2 separate regions of the Rattus norvegicus genome follow, and region 2 is linked to region 1. Evidence: chromatin contacts called from public Hi-C data. All regions are on one chromosome and are shown on one strand. Each heading gives the region's core, a stretch centred on a gene start, on an enhancer-like site or on the middle of the called end of the contact. The rest is flanking DNA. Distances are from core to core; before and after follow the strand shown.

Region 1 (7,149 bases), core at 2,109-4,608:
TGACCATGAGAATAGAAGGTCTGGCTCTGCAGTACCCAGCCCTCAGATCCTGGACCTCTGTCCGGGGAGGTGGGGGGAGGGGCGCACACAAAGTGGGAACCCCACAAAAGCAACAGGCAGTGACTTCGAAAAGCACAAGCAATCCCTCTCCTAAACAGACTACTCTGTCAATTTTTCCTTATTGGTTTGGTTTTTCTTTCTTTTTTCTTTTTTGGATAGGATCTTACATTGTAGCCCAGGCTGTCCTCAACTTCTCAGCAATCCTCCTACCTCAGCCCCCACCCCACCCCCGGCCTCCCGGCACTCAGTGGTGGGGATCACAGGTGTGACCTCTGCATAGGTTCCAAGTCATTCTCTTAGAAGATACAGCCAGGCATGGTGACATAGGCCATTAGCACCTGGAAGACGCAGAAGTGTGAGTTGGAGGCTAGCCTGGGCTACACTGAGTGCTGGGATTAAAGGCAAGGTACTGTGGCAAGACCTCCCAGTCTGAGTCCACCAGGGCAGGACAGTTCTTCTCACTGGTCCGTTTCCACCGTTTACACCAAGCTAGACGAAAGTCGAACTTTCTAAAGCAACGAAACGCAGTACAGACCTTGCAGGAGGAAGGTGCTTGTCCTGACCCAGCTAACTGAACTCAATGTCTGGGACCTACCTGGTGGAAGGAGAGAACTGGCTTCCTAAGCTGTCCTCTGACCTTTACATATACACTGCAGTCATCACACACACACACACACACACACACACACACACACACACGTGTAAATGCAATAACATGTAAATAAGAAGAGTAGAAGAGTGCTGGGCAGCCGAGGATAAAACAATCAGAACAGAGCAAACAAAACAAAAAAAGCAAATAAGACTTCATGGAAGAAAAGCGCCTTTCTCCCGCCCTCCACTCCCTACCCCCAGAAAAAAAACCAAACCACTCTCCATCCTCTGGGTTTGTTTGCATCTTGATTTTTTTTTTTTTTTGAGACAATCCCTGGGGTGTCCTGCTTCAGCCTTAAGGACTGGGATGGCAGGTGTGACCCCACATACAGCCCCTTGGGCTTTTCTCAACCCTTTCCTCTCTTCCTCTGGCCTCAGCAGGAAGCACCAGGCTAGCCAAGGCAGCCCTCCATGAGCACTTGGAGGGGAGAAGAGGCGATTCAGACATAGCCTGATCTGGGGTTGGGATGTGGGGGGTGGGTTTCTACAGCTTCCTACTTGTCCGCAGCAGAGAGTACCAAGGCTAGGACCATCTAAACCCAAGCCCTCCCCTCATCTCTACAGGAGACAGGGTGTACCCCGCTGGTGTATCTCTCTGTCCTCTGCTTCTTCCTCTGCCTTCTGACCACTTCTCCATTACTCTTCTCTGCCTCTCCCCACCTCCAACAGTGTTATTACTTCCCTCCCAGCCCAGCATCCACCACAGAGGGCCCCCAGGAGAGAAACCCTTCCCTCACATGCAGGGGCCTTGGCATTTCTGCCTCACCTCCACGTGGCCCCAAACTCTCTGTTTGAGAGTGGACAAGTTTCCTGTCGGGCAGATGTGACATTTACTGTTAGTCCTGTACGGTCAGAGATGTCACTGCGACTGGGCTGTACTCGAGCTGGGAGGTGCGCAGTGAGCACTCTTAGAGAATCTTCCCCAGAAATGCTCAACCTGTGGCTGCCCGGGGAGTGGGGGTGGGGTGGGAATGGGGCCAGTCAGAAGCTAACCCAGAGGCGAGGGGTGGGGGGGTGGGGGGTGGGGGATGAGGGGGGAGACTCTAGTTGGGAGGCCTTCCTGACTGATAACACCAAAAAATTAGAACTGCCTGAGGGCTGTACCCTCTGCACATAGGTCACAGGGAGAGCCTAGAGAGGGGTCAGAAGTCACAGAGATGGAACACAGAAGCCATGTGGTAGGGTACTAGAGAGACAGAGTGGGGGGGGGGAAGGCGAGTGGGGGCACAGTTTCTACAGGAGTGGTATCTGGACGATCTAGTTTTCTTTCATGGGCAGAACTCGACCAGGCGGGATGAGGGGGGCTTACATGGGAAGGGCTAACCTGCCTCTCTAGGGAACCAGAGGTGGTATTGGACTCTCTCCTTCCTGGGGGAGTTAGATCAGGCGTTAGATGCTCCCAAATCCAGCTAAGGGGGGAAGGGGGGGACACAACTAACTGGAGCATCTGAGTTCCTAGGACCCAACTTCAGCAATATCGGGGTTGAGATGGAGGTGGGCCTGGCCTATTCTGTCCCGTTTGCCTCCCAGGCTTCCTGTCTTGGTTGTGAACAGTGGAAGTTGTAAATAGCCCCACTCTTCTGAGGGGAGAGTGGAAGGGAGACACAGCCTCGAGTGGAGCATTAGATGAAGTATTTACAGAGACTGACTGGACCCCTAGCAGGGTCAGAGAGTTGAGGCTGCTTTGACACTGGGCTCCGGGTCTCCCTGGCTCCTGCAGACTCCAGACCTCTGGTGTCTCCCCCTACATCCCCTACCCCAACCCCAACCCCCTGGGAAGAGGACACCTACCCAGGAAGGAGAGAGAGCTGTCCAGGCCTAATGGTTTTAAGATGATATGAGTGGTACAGAGGCGGGGGCGGGGGGGGGGGTGTGAGTTGGGATGGGGGTGGTCACTAAAGAAGGAGTTTTCTCAGGCCTGGCTTCCCCTGCTACCCTCAGCCTGAGGTCTCAAGACATAAGATAAACACCCCAACCTGTTGTGTTCCTGTGCTGACAGGCAGAGCAGGACGGTGAGCCGTGAGCCACAAACACTGTGGAGCCTTGGCCATGACCCCTTAGCTGGCCCACATTAGCCCTCGCTTTGCAAATGGAGGAGGCTCTCGGCTCCAAAGGGAGTAACTGGCAAGCACTAACTAACTGTCTTTCTTCAAAGCCATGAGGAAGCCACAGGGAGGAGCGGGGTACGTGCCCAAGCATGACGCTGGGGAACCCACAAGGAGCCTAGGAGGGGGCCTGGCTACTGAAGAAACTCAGAACTTCGCGATGCCGCCTCCACTGTCTAGTCAGGGTACTTGGTTCTGGACGGTGGGTTCTGGTGACACAAACCTGGGGCCTCTGGGAAGCATCCACTGAGCTCCGCTGGTTTTGTCACTCCACGTCAAGACTCCACCCAGGGCCAGGGCTGCTGGATGGTAAGGTGTCTGCCGGTAGCAAGGGCTTCCGTGGCTGACTCCCAGGGGTGGGAACTGGTGTGGTGAGTCAGCCTCCCCTGAGCCCCAAGGATGCCCCCTTACCTTGAGTTGAGACTTGGAGACCTTGCCGCTTTTCTCCACGTCCAGTGCAGTGAAGGCGTACCAGATGGATTTGAGCAGCTCCTTGCGCAGGGCCATGGCTGAGGTGCCCGCCCCGGCCCAGGGGCGGCTCTGACACCAAGATCCGGTTTCAGGAAATGCAAACGGCTGCAGACCGCAGAGAGAGGCCCTGGCGCGCAGCAGAGCGAGAGCTCCACCTGCCTGCTCCCTCTTGCTTCCAGCGCCTGGCCAGTTGTTCGAGCCACACTCCACTTCTCACTCCTTGCAAGGGACCAGAGCTATCCTTCCCCGAGATAGACCCCCTCCTTGGCTGGGCCTGGCTCCCTCAGACTTTAGAAGTCTGCTTGTCCCAGTACCTTTCTTTCTTTTTTTTTTTTTTCTTTTCTTTTTTTTCGGAGCTGGGGACTGAACCCAGGTCCCAGTACCTTTCAAGGCTCCCGGTGTTATCTCTAGAGGACAGAAGGCAGGCCCTTCCAGATATGGAGGGAGGCAGGATCAGGTGTCTAGCTTACCAAGTGGATGAGATTGGACCAGTTACTCCTGAGAGTCTATTCTTAGTAAGTTCCTACCTCACAGGGCTTGTGTGGATGTCGGAGACCGGACATAAAGAAAACTATAGGCTTGGGACAGGACATTTCTCTTCGGGCCACCTAGCAGGACCTCAGTGAGGAGTTCTACAAAAGCAAAAGTCACCTAACCGGAGGAAGCATGGAGCCAGCGCGTCTCCAGGATGGGGTGGGTGCCTTGGCACTTTGGTTTGCTATCCCCTCCCCCTGCCCCCTGGCCTTGGCTCTAATAGAAACTTCAGGATGCTGTCCACTTTGTACCTGGTGGCCTTAAAGACACCAAAGGCTGTATTTAGGCACACGGTGTGTGTGTGGGGGGGGGGGCGGCCTTGACAGTGAGGCTCACCTCAGAGGCCCTGGCAGGGGCAAGCCAGGGGCAGCCTCCACTTCCTCAGATGCGATGCCCACATAGATCATGGTGGCCATTAAATTTCAATGAAGCTTTCTGGAGGCTAATTCTGGAGCATGCATGCACTCGCGCATACACACACACGCACGCACGCACGCACGCACGCACGGACGCACGCACGCACGCACGCACGGACGCACGCACGGACGCACGCACGCACGCACGCACACTCCCAGGGAAGCACCCCTATCCCCTCCACTTACACAGGGCTGACGTCCAGAGTAAACAGCAAACAGGATTTGGGGACACACACTATAGCTTCTCTCTTGGGAGTTCTAAAACTTGAGTTTGAGACCACCTAGGCTACAAAGAACAATTCTGCCTCAAAAACAAACAAGGCTGGGTAGTGGTAGCACATGCCTTTAGTCCCAGCTCTCGGGGGGCAGAGGCAGGCGGATCTCTGAGTTTGAGGTCAGCCTGGTCTAATAGAGTAATTTCAGGACAGCCGGGGCTACACAGAGAAACCTGTCTTGGGGGAGAAAAAAACAGGAAAAAAGAAACCAAAAAACCTAAAAAAAAAAAAAAAAAAAGATCCCAGATAAGCAACAGCAAATGTGGGCTTTCTGGGTAGCCCAGGAGAGGATGCACTTATGCACCTGGTCCTTGATTTCCTGGCTCTATTCTCAGGTGGCAGGAAGGGGCTGGGGGCTCATTAGAGCATCGTATAGGAGGGAGGAAGAGTCACGCCGACTCCTACGATGTTCCTACACAGCTGTGGTTAGCAGTACAGCTGTTCCTCAGGAGTTACCTCCAGCACCTGTCCTGCTTTGGCCACTCTGGCCTCTCTCGTTCTTCAGTAGGGTTCCTAGATGTCCTGCCCACTCACTGGGTTACAGAGCTGGGGTGTCTGCCTAGGTACAGGGCATGGGAACCTCGCTGAGGGCGTGCGGGATGGGGAGGCGGCTGGGAAGGAAGGGCCCAGGCTCCATTTAACAAATGCAAGGCAGACCCAGAATTCTCCCGAGCCCAAGCATCAACCCCAGATCCGGCCACAGCCACTCAGGACCTGTTTGGTGTAGATGTGGGCAGAAGCCTATCAGCAGCTCTCAGAGCTCTCCTCTCCTAGGGCCTCCTCCTGCAGGGACCTCCTGCAGGGACCCACGGAGAGCCACCCTGCCTGCCTGCCGGGTGGGCATTGAGGCTATGCAGGGAAGCGGGCCCTGCCGCCAGGGCCCAGTGCTGAAATGACAGAGGAGCCGGGGTGGAAACTTGCAAGTTTTATTAAATACTCAATTCACCCGTTTGCCACCGCCACCCAGAGCAGGAAAAAAAATAATTATCAAAATAGGATTAAAAAAACCAAACCACAAAACAAATTAAACCCAGTCCCCAGCCGTCCAGGTGTGGGCCACTCTCTTGTCTTTCTGCCACAGACAAGTGAAGAGGCACCTTACGCCAGCCACAGGCCCCTGAGGAGTTAATTCTGACTGTGGTGGTGGGGAGTCCCTGGTGGGTGGCATCTTGGCCACCTTGCTCCCAGGAGATGGTTATTGCTGGGAGGCACTGGGCTGAGAAGCTGCCAACCTTTCCCCTGGTGGTATCACCAGTCAGGGTGGAGGCCAGTCCTTGTCCACCTAGTCACCTGCTCCCTGAGAAAGGGAGTGGACAGATGTGGGGAGAGCATTCTCCCCAGGGAGGGAAGCAGGTGTCTGAGGCAGCCTGGTAACCAAGCTCAACGTCCACTGCCTGCTGCCCGGCCCTCACCTTGGGTGTAGCCCACAGCCCTTTCCACTAGAGGCCATTTCCCTGTTGCCTCATCGCCCCAGAGGCCTACGCGGCCATCTTCCTGGGGTCAGCCACAGCTGGGGCCCCGTTGGCAGGGCTGCCTATGAGCATGGTGCCCTCTCCAGTGTGGTGTGGGAGCCGGTCCTCTTGGGCTCAGCAGCCGCTCTCCGTGGTTTCCAGGGTCACGGCCCCTTGCTGCATGGCAGAAGTGGCTACGCTTATGACCTCCTCCAGGGTCTGCTGATCCTCCAGCTGTGGGGAGGAATGGCAGGTGAGAGGGTGAGGCCTCCTTCCAGACCCCACAGGCCGCCTGTTCACTCCGCCTGCTGCTCTGTTGCTTGGTTGGCTTTTCAGGGTCTCTCTGTGTAGCCCTGGCTGTCCTGGAACTCTCTCTCTAAACCAGGCTGCCCTCGAACTCAGAGATCCGCCTGCCTCTGTCTCCCATGCACTGGGATTAAAGGCGTGGCCACCACCGCTCTTTCCTATCAGGACTGTACTAGAGGGAAACTCCCTGATAAAGAGTCCTGTTAGGTATATCTTGGGTGGACCACAGGCTGCTCTGCGCCAGAGCTGGCTGACAAAAGACTGACTAGAAAGGGCCTTGGAGAGAGTTTGCTCCAGTCTCTCTATCTCCCAGGTGAGGAGAAAGCCTTAGAGCTTGAACCACAGACTGAGGCGCTGCCTCAGTCACCCCAAGGTGAAGGACTCCCCAGTCTCCCTCAGTCAGGTCCTCGGTGTAGGCAGAGGGGGCCTGAGCTCTCCCCTCCCCTCCCCCTCCGCACCCCTCCTCTCACTGCCCCTCCCTTCACCCTCCCCTCCCCCTCCCCTCACTGCCCCTCCCCACCCCTCCCCTCACTGCCCCTCCCTTCACCCTCCCCTCCCCACCCCTCCCCTCACTGCCCCTCCCCACCCCCTCCCCTCACTGCCCCTCCCCACCCCCCTCCCCTCACTGCCCCTCCCTTCACCCTCCCCTCCCCACCCCCCCTCCCCTCACTGCCCCTCCCCACGCCCCTCCCCTCACTGCCCCTCCCTTCACCCTCCCCTCCCCACCCCCCCCTCCTCTCACTGCCCCTCCCTTCACCCTCCCCTCCCCCTCCCCTCACTGCCCCTCCCCACCCCTCCCCTCACTGCCCCTCCCTTCACCCTCCCCTCCCCACCCCTCCCCTCACTGCCCCTCCCCACCCCCCTCCCCTCACTGCCCCTC
Region 2 (7,149 bases), core at 1,585-4,084, 320 kb before region 1:
ACTGCAAGGAGGTTGCATGCCCTGTGCTCCTTGCGTGTGGAGAGCAAGAAACCAGGGAAGATGTAAATATTCCACAGTGGACGAACACTGAGGTAGTCACAAAACGGACCACGGTATCAGGAGGAGGAAACAAGACAGCCAGGTAAGGATAGACTCAGCCTTTTGTAAAGGCAAAACCCAGAAGAACACAGACCACAGATGTATGGTTTCAAACCAGAGTGTAGCTTTCCTCCCCTAAGCTGGCAGGTGTCGTCCCTGAAGCAACTGAGACACAATATCCCAGAGCGCGCAGGTCAAACACAGCAAACCGTACTTCACACAGCTGTCTACCTTGCCGTACGAAATGCGCAAATGCACGGGTGTCTGCATTTACAGCATCGAACATGAGGTCGTAACCCTTCTGGAGGGGAGGACCCGATCGAGGAGGGGACCTTATGACCATGCTGTTCGGGGCTGGCCACATTTAGGGAAGGATATTTTTTTCCCTGCCGTATGGGAGAAGGTGCTGCATGCATGTGCTCATGGCGGGTGTGTGTAGGGGGTGTCAGAGGAGAACTTGTGGGAGCTGGTTCTCTCCTTCCACCATGTGGGGCCCTGGAAATTGAAGTCAGGTTGTCAGGCTTAGAAGCGAATGCCCACTGAACCAGCTTGCCCCTGGGTTTCGTTAGAATTGTTTTTCCTTTCCACTTCACACATATAGAATATATATGTATAAAGCCAGGCGGTGGTGGCGCACACCTTCGATTCCACAACTCAAGAGGAAGAGGCAGGGGTTGGGGATTTAGCTCAGTGGTAGAGCGCTTGCCTAGGAAGCGCAAGGCCCTGGGTTCGGTCCCCAGCTCCAGGGGGGGGGGGGGGGGGAGAGGAAGAGGCAGGCAGAACTCTGAATTTAAGGACAGTGGGACAGCCAGGGCCACACACACACACACACACACACACACACACACACACACACACAGCAGGAAAAATGTGGTAACCCCAGTTTCACAACCAGCCTGGTTATGCGCTGGTGTCTAAGAATCTGCCCTTAGAGAGTCCAGGCTCATCAGGCTCTTGTGGAGACTAGAGTGGCGTGGGACGAAGCTGACCACTGTCTCCCCCACTCATTTCCAGGTTACAAACTCGGATTCAAACTTCCTGGCTATCATCAAATTAAAGGACCCAGACTCTGGGGAACACGCTGCCCATCTTGCCTGAATGACGAGTCTGAATTTCCTGATGCCAGAGAAAGCCTTAAGTGCGTTCAGAGCTTGGATTTTGACACTGTTGTCCTTGTCATCCAGCATTTCAGCGATCAAATTGATGTCATCCAATGTACAAGCAGAGGCCTAGAGTGTGTGAAGAGAGGTGGGAGAGACAGGAGAGGCGGGTGTCCTGGGCCCCCGCTGTCCCCTGAGTCTCTGAGGTCATCTTTCCTTTGATGCTACCGTCAAGCAGAGGGACAGGTTTGAGGATGCTGTCTAGGCAGTCGTGGGGTTAGGGGTGAACTCTAAGCCAGGAACCAGACTGACAGGGAGGGGCGCGGCCATGCCCGTCCAGCCCAGCCCAGCCCAGCCCAGCCCAGCCCAGCCCAGCCCAGCCCAGCCCAGCCCAGCCCAGCCCAGCCCAGCCCAGCCCAGCCCAGCCCAGCCCAGCCCAGCCCAGCCCAGCCCAGCCCAGCCCAGCCCAGCCCAGCCCAGCCCACCTCAGCTTCCAGCAAGTACACGCAGCGGGTGATGCTATGAAGGACCATGCTTTTGGTATATGCATCGTGTTTGCACTCTAGAGAGTGGAGAAGTCTTCGAATCTCACCCGAGTCCCGCCCGTGGCGCTCTCTCTCTATGGCCAGGCCTAAACAACACCCCAGTCCACAGTTAGGGATACGGACTCATTGAGGAACGCAAGGGGCTGGGAAGTGGGAAAACGGGGTAAGGAGGGAAGCTGAGGTCTAAGGCTTTTCCTAAAATGGAAACTTTTGGTCTGCTGAGTGGAGCGTTTCCCGGACTACCCTACCAAGTGTGCACCACACCAAGAACCATGTCTACTATTGTGCTGTCTGCGTGTCGGTCGCTCCTTTGTCTTTTCACAGTTACAACTTTCCTGGTAGGGTTCTGTTCTCATCGGGATACTCTTGGCAGTTGGCAACCAACGTGTCTCAACTTAGTGACCCTTTTCCTGATGCCACAAAAGTACCCTAGGGGGACTAGAGAGATGGGTCAGTGGTTAAGGACACTGGCTGCTCTCTCAGAGGTCCTGAGTTCAAATCCCAGCAACCGCCTGGTGGCTCACAATTGTCCGTTACGTCAGTACTCGTAGGTAGGCAAGACCCCCAAATACATAAGATAAACATTTAAAGTACCCCATGACCTAGTTGGAAACTCAGGGCAAAAAGGTCTCTCAACTTTTCTTTCCCTCAGTGTCTCCAGTTCCTGACCAAGTTTTTGACTTCAGTTTCCAATACATAGACCAGAGAGAGAGGGAGCAGGGTGGACAGTTCCTGGAGACTGGCTCCACAGAGAGCTGCTACCCAGAGACTCCCAAACTAGCTTCTACAGCCGTGCCTTGCTAGTGCTGGGAAGGGGGAGGGAAACTGAGGCAGACTGGAGAAGAGAAAGAAGGAAGGGGAAGCCTTAGAAGCAGGTACCTCCTGGGGCAAAGCCCTCTCCCCAGGGATTGGACACTCACGGGCAATGCAGATAGGTGAGTCGGAACAGAGCGGTGACTGACACTTTAAGCCAGCTCTGATGGCCTTGTACAGCAGGTATATGGCCCCGGCACCTGTAGCCAGGCCTATGAAGCCTTTGCGGAGGTCCAGTTGCTCCAGGTACGAGGGAATGGTCTTACCCATGTCTTCAGTGCTGCCTTGTGGCTAGGTAGGAGCTAGGCCCAAGGCACCTGGAGAGAACATTCCGGAACCAGAACCCTGGCAGGGCCCAGAACCAGAGTGCTAGAATTGTAACTAGGCAACAAAGGAAACTTTGGAGATGACGGGGGTCAAGGATGGCCCTCAGGGAAGTAAGAGGCCCTGAGTGCTGAGAGAAGATGCTGCTTTGGGAGGCTGCAGAGAAGCCAGAGACTCTAGGGGTAGAAGGTAGGGAGGGGAGTAGGGCTCAGAAGTAGTATTTGCCTAGCACAGAAAACCACTGAAAAGTTTTATGGGGTTTTTAAAAATATTTATTTATTTATTATATATACACTATACAGTTTTCTGCCTGCAGGCCAGAAGAGGGCACTAGATCTGATTATAGATGGTTGTGATCATAGATGGTTGCCTGGAATTGAACTCAGGACCTCTGGAAGAGCAGTCAGTGCTTGTTTGTCTCTCTGTGTAACCCTGGCTGGCCAACCCAGATCTGAGAAATCTGCCTGCTTCTGCCTTCCCCTTGCTGGGGTTAAAGGCGTGCACCACCACGCCTGGCTTTTTAAATTACTTGTGTCAAAGTCACATGCACTGGATACCTGAGGAGTACAGAAGAAAGCGTTGGACCTGCTAGAGCTGGAGTGACAGATAGCGGCGAGCTGGGTGATGTGTGCGCTCTGCGGGTAACCGACCTAGGGTCATCTGGAAGAGCAAGGGCATTTAACTTCGAGGAGCCCTCTATCTCCTCTCTTTTATTATTTTTTTTTCTTTTCTTTTTTTCGGAGCTGGGGACCGAACCCAGGGCCTTGGGCTTGCTAGGCAAGCGCTCTACCACTGAGTTAAATCCCCAACCCCCTCTTATTTTTGAAGGGAAATATCACCTAGTTCAGGCTCTTATTATACTGATTGGTCTTCCTGCCTTGACCTCCCTAGTGACGGTGGGTTATTGGTGTGCATCACCATGACCAGCTCCTGTTTTGCTGTGGGTCTAAGTGTTGGCAGTTCAGAAGGAAAAGGCTTCCCCTAGGGAAGGGTTATCAAGTGTTACAGTTCTGCTCGGTGGGGGGGGGGGGAGTATACCCAGACAAAGCTCTGCTCTTGTGAAAATGTTACAGCTTTGCTCCTCACAAATTGGTATCCTGGCAATTGGGAGCCAGGGAATGCCACGAGGTCAACATTTGCATAACAAATCTTACACAAGAGATCTGTTGGGAGGGTGGCTGTCTCTGCTCCAGTGAGAAGCAGCTAAGAACTGAGTAGGTGGCAAAGTTTATAAAAGATTTCTTGCCCAGCGGGGTTGGGGTTGGGGTGGGGCGATTTCCCCTGGGAGATTTCCAGGGTGAGGATTGGTGGGATTTCAATGCCTGAGCTTGAGTGAGCTCAGGGATTGGCGGGTTTTCCTGCTCAGGATTGACCACTGAGCCATCCCTCCAGCTCCCTCTTACTGCATTGTTATTACCTTGTGTGCCTGTGTTTATATATGTGTGTAGGTTTGTGAGCATTTCTGCCAGAAAGATGTGTGTGCTGGGAATTGAACCCAGGTCCTCTTCAAGAGCAGCATGCACTCCTAACTGCTGAGAATCTCTCTAGGCTTCCCTAGACAAGAACTCTCATTGAACCTGGGCTCACTGACTTGATTCAAGGGGATCAGTGTTCAGATTACACTATTGTGTCTGGCTTTTGCCTGTTGGTTTATTTGTTTGTTCTTTGAGACAGGGTTTCTCTGTGTAGCTCTGGCTGTCCTAGAACTCGCTTTGTAGACCAGACTGCCCCAGTGCTAAGATTAAAGGTGTGCACTGCCGCCTTCGTTTTATTTTTAATCAGCATACACATTTACTGTTCAAACTGAGGAGTTTCACTAAGACCTCTTAGTACCTGTGTGCTGTGTATTTTGACCATTCTCCTGTTCCTTTTTCTTTGAGCCAGGTTTGAGGGGGCCAGCGGGTGCCAATTTCCACTTTATTCCACTAGAGGGCAGCAGAGGCCCACTTCTGGGCCTGGGCCTTTGGGTGTCTTTCCTGAGGACAGCTTGGGGGAAGCTCACAGTCAGCTTTCAGAATCCATAACTTTGTGTTGGATTCCCACACGAGTGACAGACTGTTCCTCACTCATCGATCCCTCTGCCCACCCGAGTTTGAAAAGAACGGGTGGACACCTTAGACAGTTCTGCTGTCCCGTCTAGTTTCCAATTGCAGCTCTGGAGTCTGTAGCCTCCTGGAGGAAGTCTAAAGGCTGGGGCCTGTCTTTCTTAGCAGCATCCAGCATGGGAGCCTGCACTTGGTAGGTCTTTAGGTCATGTTGTCAGTCTTAAAGTGCAAAGAGCCTAACGTGACCCTGAAGGGAAGAAAGAGCAGAGTTGCCTGGGGCTGAGGGGGGGTCTAGGTTTTCTATTCTGAACTCCAGAGGTGTCTGGAACCTTCCCTTGTCCCAGCCTCTGGTGTGGACTGGGGCCGTAAGCCGCCCTCCTGGAAGAGCTAGGCTAGAAGAGCCCATTTTAGCTGGTCTCTGCCTCTGCCTTCTCACCCAGCCTTCCTACCCTTTCTGACCCCAGCCGAGATGATTCTGCGAACGTCACGGTTCTTTTTTTATTTTTGTTTTCTGGTGTCTGTGGTGTGTGTTAATGGGCCCACTTGTGTCAGAGTACATGCACACGTACGTATGCACGCACACAAGCGGAGGATCAAGGTCGACTTGAACAATCTTTCTGCCCTCCAGTTTGTTGTGATAAAACACTGTGACCAGAACCAACTTGGTGGGGAGAGGGTGTTTGCCTCTCACTTCCTTGTCTCAGTCTGACACTTAGGGAAGTCAAGGGAGGGACTGAAGCTGAAACCAGGGAATGTCTTTTCCTAGCTTGTTCTTTTGGCTCGTGGTCAGCTGACCATTTTTACACAGCCCAACCCCTCCTGCTTAGGAATGGCACCTCAATTGGCAATCAAGAAAATGCTCAGACACGGGCCAATCTGATGCAGACAGTTGTTTACCTGGACATCCTTCTTCCCAGGTGTGGAAGGCTGGCCACCACACCATCAATCCCCTGCCTCACTCATTAAGGTAGGCATTTGGATAAAGGCTAGGGTTTTTTGTTTTGTTTTGTTTTGTTTTTGTTCTGATAGTGAGTACACTGTAGCTGTCTTCAGACTCACCAGAAAGGGCATCGGATCCCATTCCAGATGGCTGTGAGCCACCATGTGGTCGCTGGGAATTGAACTCAGGACCTCTGGAAGAGCAGTCAGTGCTCTAACCACTGAGCCATCTCTCCAGCCCAGCTAGTTTTGCTAACAAGCTTACTCTGGGAATTCCATCTCTGCCTTCAGTGGCTAGATTTACAAGTGGGTCACCGCACCCACCTGGGACTTAACCTGGGTTCTGGGGACTGAATTTTAGTGTGCTTTAACTAGTGTGCCTACTTCTGCTCTTTAAACACTAAAGAGAGCCAGGCAATGGCGGTGCCGGCCTGTAACCCTGGCATTTGGGAGGCAAAGGCAGGAGGATCTCTGAGTTCAAGGCTAGCCTGGTCTACAGAGCAAGTTCCAGGACAGCCAGGGCTACATAGGGAAACCCTGTCTCAAAAAACTGAGACAAACAAAAGGACTCTAAAGACTCTTCTCTGTTCGTCTGCCGCTAGATCCCTCCTGATACTTCTTAGCCCAGTTCTTCTGGATCTGCCCTCGAACAATTCAGAGGGAACCAGGGTGATCGGCCCCCAGGGTGACATGTTCCTGAGCTCATAGCTTTTTTCCCTATAGTACTATAGGTCAGATCTGGGGTCTTCTGCTATGATACCAAGCCTTATCAGCTGCTTCATTGTTGGCTTTGGGGGGGCCAGGTGTGAATGTGGTGTCTGCATCACATGTCCAAGCAAATCCTGTCCCTCAGCCTCCTGAGTGGCTGGGGTGACAGGTTATGCCACCCAGTCAGGCATGTACAGCACATGTGTCCTGGTGCTGGGAGAAGTCAGCAGGAGGCATTGGATCCCCAGGGACTGGAGTTACAGTTGAGAGTCGCCCTGTGGGTGCTAGGATTCAAACCCGAGTCCTCTGCAAGAACAGCACATGTTCTCGGAGTGGCGGAATCAACTCTCTGGCCACCTGTCTTAGTCAGGGTTTCTCTTCCTGCACAAACATCATGACCAAGAAGCAAGTTGGGGGGCTGGAGAGATGGCTCAGTGGTTAAGAGCACTGACTGTTCTTCCAGAGGTCCTGAGTTCAATTCCCAGCAACCACACGGTGGCTCACAACCATCTGTAATGAGATCTGATGCCCTCTTCTGGTGTGTCTGAGGACAGCAACAGTGTACTCACATATAAA

What was found. Hi-C and Micro-C count contacts between places; a contact is called where the count stands out from the background.
Region 2: a Hi-C map of the A7r5 cell line shows a contact between it and region 1, with 2.6 times the contacts expected there. The contact joins the promoter of Armc12 here to the promoter of Def6 in region 1. A contact is called at or near these places in 2 of 12 Hi-C or Micro-C datasets (the A7r5 cell line and frontal cortex).

The regions. Positions count from the first base shown.
Region 1 is chr20:6,266,532-6,273,680 of GRCr8, reverse strand. Def6 (DEF6 guanine nucleotide exchange factor) reads right to left here and starts at 3,358. Exons shown (of 11, transcript NM_001191717.2): 1 at 3,228-3,358. The coding sequence starts at 3,323. Zfp523 (zinc finger protein 523) reads right to left here. Exons shown (of 14, transcript NM_001134755.1): 14 at 5,423-6,197. The coding sequence ends at 6,099.
Region 2 is chr20:6,585,258-6,592,406 of GRCr8, reverse strand. It overlaps Armc12 (armadillo repeat containing 12), which reads right to left and starts at 2,834. Exons shown (of 6, transcript NM_001113777.1): 1 at 2,665-2,834; 2 at 1,685-1,830; 3 at 1,194-1,328. The coding sequence starts at 2,827.